Linked DNA regions of Mus musculus: regions 1 and 3 are each linked to region 2. A link is a contact called in public HiChIP or PLAC-seq data. All regions are on one chromosome and are shown on one strand. Each heading gives the region's core, a stretch centred on a gene start, on an enhancer-like site or on the middle of the called end of the contact. The rest is flanking DNA. Distances are from core to core; before and after follow the strand shown.

The links. HiChIP or PLAC-seq counts read pairs in DNA pulled down with a chosen protein or histone mark.
Region 1: a contact with region 2 is called in an H3K27ac HiChIP or PLAC-seq map of epiblast stem cells, with 5 times the contacts expected there. The contact joins the enhancer-like site here to the promoter of Tmem71 in region 2. A contact is called at or near these places in 2 of 39 promoter capture datasets (cranial neural crest and embryonic stem cells) and 1 of 115 datasets of contacts at active chromatin or transcription factors (epiblast stem cells).
Region 3: a contact with region 2 is called in a FOXA1 HiChIP or PLAC-seq map of pancreatic cancer cells. The contact joins the enhancer-like site here to the promoter of Tmem71 in region 2. A contact is called at or near these places in 3 of 39 promoter capture datasets (the C10 cell line, embryonic stem cells and hematopoietic stem and progenitor cells), 7 of 115 datasets of contacts at active chromatin or transcription factors (double positive thymocytes, embryonic stem cells, extraembryonic endoderm stem cells and 4 more) and 2 of 9 other capture datasets (adipose tissue and liver).

What each region holds. Positions count from the first base shown.
Region 1 is chr15:65,924,065-65,926,764 of GRCm38.p6, reverse strand. The region is part of intron 15 of Hhla1 (HERV-H LTR-associating 1); the gene reads left to right. Among named protein-coding and RNA genes, the nearest start is that of Oc90, 13 kb to the right of the region's middle. Within about 2 kb of position 1,409, at least 17 of the 459 cell types and tissues checked have an H3K27ac peak or open chromatin away from gene starts, as enhancers often do. A contact at or near this core is called in embryonic stem cells and epiblast stem cells, where this site is marked.
Region 2 is chr15:66,559,705-66,562,404 of GRCm38.p6, reverse strand. Tmem71 (transmembrane protein 71) reads left to right here and starts at 1,359. Exons shown (of 10, transcript NM_172514.3): 1 at 1,359-1,675.
Region 3 is chr15:67,095,986-67,098,685 of GRCm38.p6, reverse strand. No RefSeq gene overlaps it. Among named protein-coding and RNA genes, the nearest start is that of Gm31342, 58 kb to the right of the region's middle. Within about 2 kb of position 1,330, at least 13 of the 459 cell types and tissues checked have an H3K27ac peak or open chromatin away from gene starts, as enhancers often do. A contact at or near this core is called in pancreatic cancer cells, where this site is marked.

The DNA.
Region 1 (2,700 bases), core at 160-2,659, 640 kb after region 2:
GCGAGACACATCCGCTAAGATACAGTGACACAAAACATAAGGAATGTATACATCAAAAGATGGTGGGGACCAGACCTTGTTTACCACTAAGAAGGGAGCCAGGTGTAATGCTAGTCTATTGTTAAGCCTACCACCAGGGGTTCTTAGTAAATGCCTGATCATGCTGATCCTTTGGGTCTAGTGAAGAAACCTGTCTCAGGAGGATTCCCTAACTCTTTTATGGTAAATCCACCTATTCCCTAGGCCATTGTGTATTCCCTTGTTTGGGTGAGACTGGCTACTGTCCTAAGTAATCACTCTGCAGACCAGCCCTGAGCTATTCTAGCTCTGTTCTTTGTAATGCCTAATTAGTTTCACCATTTCTACTAGAAGTAAATTTGAATGTTACTGAATAGGTAACCTCACTGGATTCCTACTGAATTCCAAGCTCATCGGCTTCAAGGATTTTCTAGGACATTGGAACACTGGTGGAGGCTCACCTATGTTAAAATTCAATCTTTAAAGGCACTTATAATAAAACAATACTGAAAGAGAGGATACACCATACTAACACGGGGATAGGGTTTGAGTATATGAGTTATGAGAATGCCAAGGTTCCAGGAGGCATAGTTTCCTTGAAACTCTTTGCCTCATGAGTGCTTCCAGGACTCTCAGCCTGTCAAGCAGACTTCACTGGAGTGGGGGTAACAGTTGCTGATAAATTATTATTTAAAAACTCCCAGAGTGGGGTTAGGTTTGGTTGTTGCTAAGCATGAAGACCTTGGTTCCATCCATACTATCACAAGAAAGTCTTGTAAAATTTAGAATGTAAGTGTGTCAGTATATTAAAGATGCTATTCAACTCAGTAATTGATGAGAAAATCAGAAAGGTCTTAAAACCGTATCTGTAGGGTATCAGATTTACAAGCCAATATAGGGAAGTAATTTCAAAGGAGCTTGCCAATTTATAACTTATAGTCATAGTTCTTCTATCTGAAATGTGACAAAAACCAAATGTACACTTGCCAGACACTTACATTGCTATAAATAGGAGTTATCTGTAGTGTTTTCAGACAGTAGCTACATGTTAGTATCAGTTAATTTGTACCACTATAGAGCTATAACAAACAAAAAATGCTCAATAGAAAATCAGTTATATTTACAGATAGTTACATTGCTGTATTCTTACAACTCAGAGGGTGGAGACAGTTCTAAATTATCTCAGCTATATAACAAGTTTTAGGTCAACCTAAACTTTTGAGACTCTGTCAAACCAAACCAAACCAAACCAAACCAAATCAAATCAAATCAAATCAAATCAAATCAAAAGCTTCACCCTCCTATAAAACTAGATAGTCCCAGGGTGTCTGCTAGGCAACAGTCAAAACAACATTAAAGAAGCAACTATCCCTGTCTGTTCATTTCTAGATGTTGTGTCATCTAGATGGGTGGCTCATCCTGTGTAAATTGTAACATCCTAATATAATTGCTAGTCCTAGGTGATAAGCCCTGTGAGAGGCGGGCCCTGCTCCTTCTTGTTCATTGTTGTATTACTAGTTTGTTGGTGCCTGGCACATGGTAGACTCTCAACATCTTTCAATAAGTAAATCAACAATACTAGCTATTATTTATGTTTGCTTCATGTCAGGAATAGTGCCATATGCTCTGTGTGGAAGGACTTCCTGAGTCCTCTCAGTTGCTCTGCATGCTGACTCTGAGTCATTCTTCCTGTAACGTTGCCTGGGTGCAGCCCCAGGAATTTGATGCAGTTTTAGGAGATCTGATAGGATGAGGTCTTTAAGAACTTATTTTCTCCTTTGCTTAATATTTGTATTCTTTTCCTAAATGTCACATACTAAACAATAATGAAAATTTGGCTACATGATACATAATCAACCTACTCCCAAAGGAGGAGAGCTCAGAACCCATTGTCCAGCTTCCAGACTTGGATTGCTAGATTCATTTTTTCGAATCTGCAATTCTCTTCTGCATTAGTTTCTTACTGCTGTGACAAATTACCTGACAAAAGTGACTTAAGGATATTAAGGTTTATTTGGGCTCACAGTCCAAGGGTACAGTCCACCCTGGCAGTGGGAGCTGAGAGCCAGCTTTCAAATTGTATCTACTGCTGGAAAACAGAAGAAGATGAATATTGGTGCCCAGAATATTTCCTGCTTTTTATTCAGTCCAGTACTTCACCTCATGAGATGGTGTCGCCCACCCTTAAAGTGAGTCATCCCACCTAAATTAATCCACTCCAAGTGATTTTAGATCCTTTCAACTTGTCAATACTAGTCATCACACCTTCCTGATGCCTTACACATGCATGTGTTTGTGCATGTACACACCACACACACACACACACACACACACACACACACACACACACACTGCAGCACACCCTCTGTATTTAAAGCATTATCCATCTCCCCCAACCTCTACCAACTATCCGTTTGCATGATAGTAAGATATCCTCTGTACCAGTGATGTCCTGCCCCCAGTGCATTTCTATTCTACAATTTAGATGTATGCTCCTCAGAGAACTCATGCCTGGTCTCCTCCTGAATCCTATTACTATCATTCTCTACCAGTCTTTTGACATTCCCACAGTAGTTTCACTGAACAGTAATGAAACCACACTCTCTATTGTCTGTTTCCAATCTACCTATAATAAGGGCTAGACTGTGCAAACCTATCAGAAGTCATACCTAGGAGATGATG
Region 2 (2,700 bases), core at 110-2,609:
AGAGAGCTGTGGCCTTCATAACTTGATCTAGGAGAGGTCATGTAGAAGGAGTTGCTTAGGAACAAGATGTAGAAACAACGGTAGTATGTTTAAAGACTCCAAGGTGAAAGCAAACCTGAACAAGATGAAAGGCTGAAGATCAACATGGTCAAACTTTAGAAGATAGAATGTGTGCAGTATGAGGCTAAAACTTGCCTCATAGGCTGCAGGGGTGATTTTGAACTTATTATGAGAGAGGAGCAAAGATGAAGGTTTTAATTTAAGGAATGACATAATCAAATTTACATAGTGAGATATGTATGTGCATAATGTGTTGGATAGAGGCCAAGTAGACAGTTGGAATGTTAGCATAAAATACAGTCAGAATGAGGTAGTAAGTGGAGTCCCAGGGAGAGACAATGGAGGTGGAAAGAATGTGGGATTCTGCGTAGGAAATAATACTGATATCTCCTAACATCAAAAATAATCTCGGTAGCAATCCCCAAGAATTAATAACACAAACTCTCCACCATCCTGATCAAGCTCTCCAAAGAGAAGTCAATTCACAAAATCCAATAAGGAATACATCTTGCACATTCCCTCAGGTACCCAGCTATTTCTTTCTTCTTTCTTCTCATTTGATTCTGCAGGCCAACCTTGGGGCTATAGATTATTACATTTAAATTTGAGAAAATTGCAGCTCAAAGATGCTAAGCCACAAGTCTGAGGTCCCAAAGCTATCGTGAAAGACCATTTTAATCTTAGCCTGTCTATGCCAGTGCCTGGAAAATGAAGAAGTGGATGCTCACAGTCATCTATTGGATGGAACAGAGGGCCCCTAAAGAAGGAGCTAGAGAAAATACCCAATGAGCTAAAGGGGTCAGTAACCCTACAGGAGGATCAGCAATATGAACTAACCAGTAACCCCGCCCTCCCCCCAGAACTGTGTCTCTAGTTGCATATGTATCAGAGGATAGCCTCATAAAAATCACATTATTATAGATAATATATAGCTTTTATAGCATCCTGAACTTGATAGCGTTGATGCTATCTTTGATATATTTAGGTTAATTGGACCAAGAGCATAATAACTGTATGCTACTCATAACTGAATATAGCCAGAAAATGTCAAACAGGAAACATGGCTTAAATTTTCTCATGTTAATATAGTTTGAGGTGACACAGAAGCTCTGAGAAGCATCCCTCAATGATCACAATGTATGGAGTTGACCTGACTCTGGGTTGCCTGTTCCCTTCTGATGGTCAAGAAGATCTGCTGTATTTACTCTGTGAACACCACTGATGCGATCGTGACAGGAAGTATGACCTCATTCTGCTGCCCTGCCTCTAGTTCGGAAAGGCTGATATTGAAAGTAAACAAGGCCCGTGAGACTAACTCCCAAGAATGACAAGCTATTCTATTCTTGGAAGCAGCTGAAAGATCCAGAGGCCCCTGACCACCAAATTGCCCTGTGAAAGTGGCAGAGACATGGTCATCTCCAACCAGAAGGGAAGACGGGGTGCTCTGTGGGAAGTCACTTCTGCACCTGTTGACATTCTGATGGGATTTTTCAGTTGAAGAACGGCTCGGTCCAGCTTTCTGCACTACCAACCACTGGGAAGCTTCGTATTTCAGTAACCCTCCTGTCATTTATCAGTCGGAAGAAGAGCCCGGGGACTCCCTGTGGAGGAATATGTATGAGCAAGTTATATTTCAGAACAGATGCATTGCTTTGATGAGCTGGTAGACAGAGTCTGTTTCTTGAAAAGTTCTTGAGCTGTGAATGCAAGTTGTTTTCACAGTTACTAATTCTTGACTAGCGGGCATTATGCTCACTGTACATGGCTCCTCGCTTTTGTAAGATCAAACAGCGAGACCTTGCTTTCTGCTGCACAATGCCTTGCCTTAAAACTAAGCTTACTGCCTGAGGAAAACTAACATATAGTCATTTGGACTGGACAAAGTCTTATTGTATTACTCAATGCTGAAATCACAAGGAACATGCTAGTATGTTCACTTGTATGGATATTATCTTTTTCAAACCAGTGATTTTCTTTTTTAAAAATGTGTGTCTTTATTTAGAAATCTTCCAAAGAATGCTAGAAAGTTCTGTATTATTTAAGACAATCTTATAAGCTGGAGTATATGATTCCTTGAAAGGTTCACTATACATTATTAAATAATCTAGTTTGAGCCTTAGAGTTGATGTGACTGATTTAATGTATTATGTTATAGCAATCAATTATTAGTTGACATGTTTATCAAAAACAGGGACAGAACTACTAGATCATAAAAGGCTCTCATGTCACCTTATAAAACTACTAGGGTCGTATTATACATATATACTTATATACATACAAACATATGTATATGTATACACTTATATAATTTATGTAATTCAGTAGCTACATGGAGATAGAACTATGTGATAAGAGGTAACTGATCAATATTTGCACAAATTGCACACTTTGAAGCATGCTTACTTTGAAATTGAAAAGTAAATTCTAAGCTTTCAGGAATGTGACTTTGTAATCTGGGTTGTGGTGGTCTATTTGTAGCTCAGTATAGCTTATGCTGTTTAGGAATGTTCAGACTGATAGCCACCACAAAAGCCTTGACCTTCTCCATGGCCACTTGTCAATGGCAACAATCTCCAAGCACTTACTGCAACTCAATAATGAAACTAGTTCTGCTGGCTGCTTTAAATACACATTTGTTTC
Region 3 (2,700 bases), core at 81-2,580, 540 kb before region 2:
ATGAGAGAGCTTGATCTGAATCATGGTTTATTAATCTGTAAGAGGGTATTAAATGACATGGTAGACATGAAAAATTGTGCCAGCCATTTTCTGAGATTTTCTATGTGTCTAACATGTATTATGTTCCTCCTGAAATTCTCCCAAGAGACTGAGGTGGCAGTGGTATCTGCACCATACCTATGACTATAATGCTATATGCCTGTGGTCACCCTGTTCATAACTCCTCAGCCAAGAACAAAGACCAGAGCTGATTGTATATCTGTCAGGCCAGAGTAGGCTAATGCTGCAAAAACAAATAAGCTTCAAGTCCCACTAATGGAGAACAAGGCTAGTTTCTTTTAGGAGCAGTTTCAGGGATTTTGTGCTTTCCTTCATGTAGTGACCCAGCCAGTCATGAAAGACATTATTACCAACTTCACCTCCTTCAGCACATAGCCTTCAAGGTCACTGTACAGGAAACTGGTAATGCCTCATAAGCTCTCAAATGTCTCCAGTTAGATCTGATACCCACCACTTCCATATAGGTCCATTGACCAGCAGGAGTTTCATTGCCCAAACAACATCATAATGGGAAAATGAATGGTGGGATAAAAGTTCCAGAATCCTCGAGGGCAACCGGCCACCTCTGCCAAAATCTCTCCTTGATGTCAGAGATCCTGTCCTAGACTTAGAGCCAATTCGTGACAGCTCACCAGGTCTGCTCTGGTCAACCCTGGTTGATCAGAAGGCTTAAAAGATGCAAGCAGTAGGACGGGCTATAGAGAGGCAACCCAGGGGACAGGATGCCCAGCATCAGAGAATAGAGAATGAGGCTGCTCACCCCAGTTGCAGTTGTGTGCAAGCAAAGGCAGAGAGGGCTTGGTGGAGATGCTTGAACATCAGGGAGAATACAATGGAAAGATTGCAGATTGGCCAGAAATCCAAGCTATGCTCATTCCCAGGGACTTCAGGGTGGGTGCTTCTGTGTGCTGACTTTAGTTCCTAAAGTACACACTGGAAGGCTTGAGTACGATGTTTGTATCTCAAGGTTCCATCCAACCATGCCATTCCACTCTCAGAGGTCCTAGAAAGGCAGAGACACTGAACGTGGTTTTTCTTCTGAATGCCCAGCATCTAGCAAAGTACCAGGTACCTGGTTGGCAGGTGTATCAGAATCATGTTGGTTGCCAATAATACTAGATAGGATGGATGTTAACCTGTACTTAGAGCATAAACATTCCAGCCAGGCCTCTGGGTTCCCCTCACCTGCTTCTCACATGCCTCAGGACAGGCAGCCTCACTGACATACACATTTTACACAAATCTAGCATTCCAAGAGATGAGTCGTACTGCCCAGAGCCACACAGCTCAGCTCAGCAGCAGCGGACCTCAATGGGAACCAGGCACTCAGACTCTGAGCCTACGCTGTCTGCCCCTCTCCTGCCACGGTACCCTGGAATAGCTAAATGGTGTACACACCATCAAGATATCTGAAACTGTGTCGGCCACCTCAACACCAAACTCCCAGAGAGAAACTGGGCGGAGTGTGGTGTGAGATCGTGCAAACGGTGAGAACTGCTCTGCCCTCAAGGCCAGGGAAACTGATCTCTAAGTCTTGTTCCACACAGAGTTACCCTGGAGAGGAGCCCCTGGGCTGGTGCATCATCAGAGCACCAGGCAGGCAGGGAAGGCTGGGGCTTCCAAAGAGGTTCATTTTGCAGAAACATACCGAGTTAGGGATGCGGAGATGACTGTGTAGTCCACAGGCCAGATGCACCAAGCTGGATGCTGGGCACACCACCAGACTTCACCAGATGGTAGAGCCTTCCCAGCTGAAGGGCCCGAAGCCCTCTTGTACTTCCCATGGCTTGCCTCTGTCCTTGTTTACATCCTTCTTGAACACCTTGCAGGTCCCTCATCTCCCAACACCACATTCCTGTACCTAGACTGACCAAGGCTCCTCCTTCCTCCCACTTCCCACAAACTAGCAACACTGCTCTTGACCTTTGGAGACAAACTCTCCTCACTTAGGGCTCCATATGCTTCCACCTTCTAAGATGTGTTCTAGCATGTTTATTCTCTTCAACTCCACAGATCCTAACCACACACCTCCTTCCTTCACTGTCCCTGTTTGTCTGATTCTCCATTACAGAACAGGTGTGCCCAGAGCTCAAAGTAGAGACCTGAGAAGTCTCACTATGTCACCTCCTCCCTTTGCCTATCCAACGTCAGTCCGGCCCTTCTGCCACTAAAAGAGACATGGTTCATAACCATACTTTCCATGCCCCTATTCCCTCTGCGTGTGTTCAGGATATTTCTATCTTCCAGTCATATAAAAGCCAACCCATCATCAATCGCTTTCTCTGCTACCTGTCTTGGCACTCACCCATCTGCATGCTGTATATACAGACAGTTGGTCTAAAACACAAGCCAGTATACATCAGTCATTTGCAGCCGCATCTATCCTACATAGCATCTTCTCACTGACCAGGTCTCAGCTCACAGGCTTTTGTACACATGGGATCCAGGATGTCTCTACTTTCTTTCGTAGTTCTTGGCCAAACATTTATATGCAGAAGGCAGAAGTACTACAGGGATGGGCTTCTTCACACCCCATGCACATTTAAGATCTGGTTCCTATCATGTCCTCTAACACCCAGTGAAGAACATCAAAAACAACCTCAGATTCTTTGATATTCCTCCTCTGAAGTTTCCCCTCAC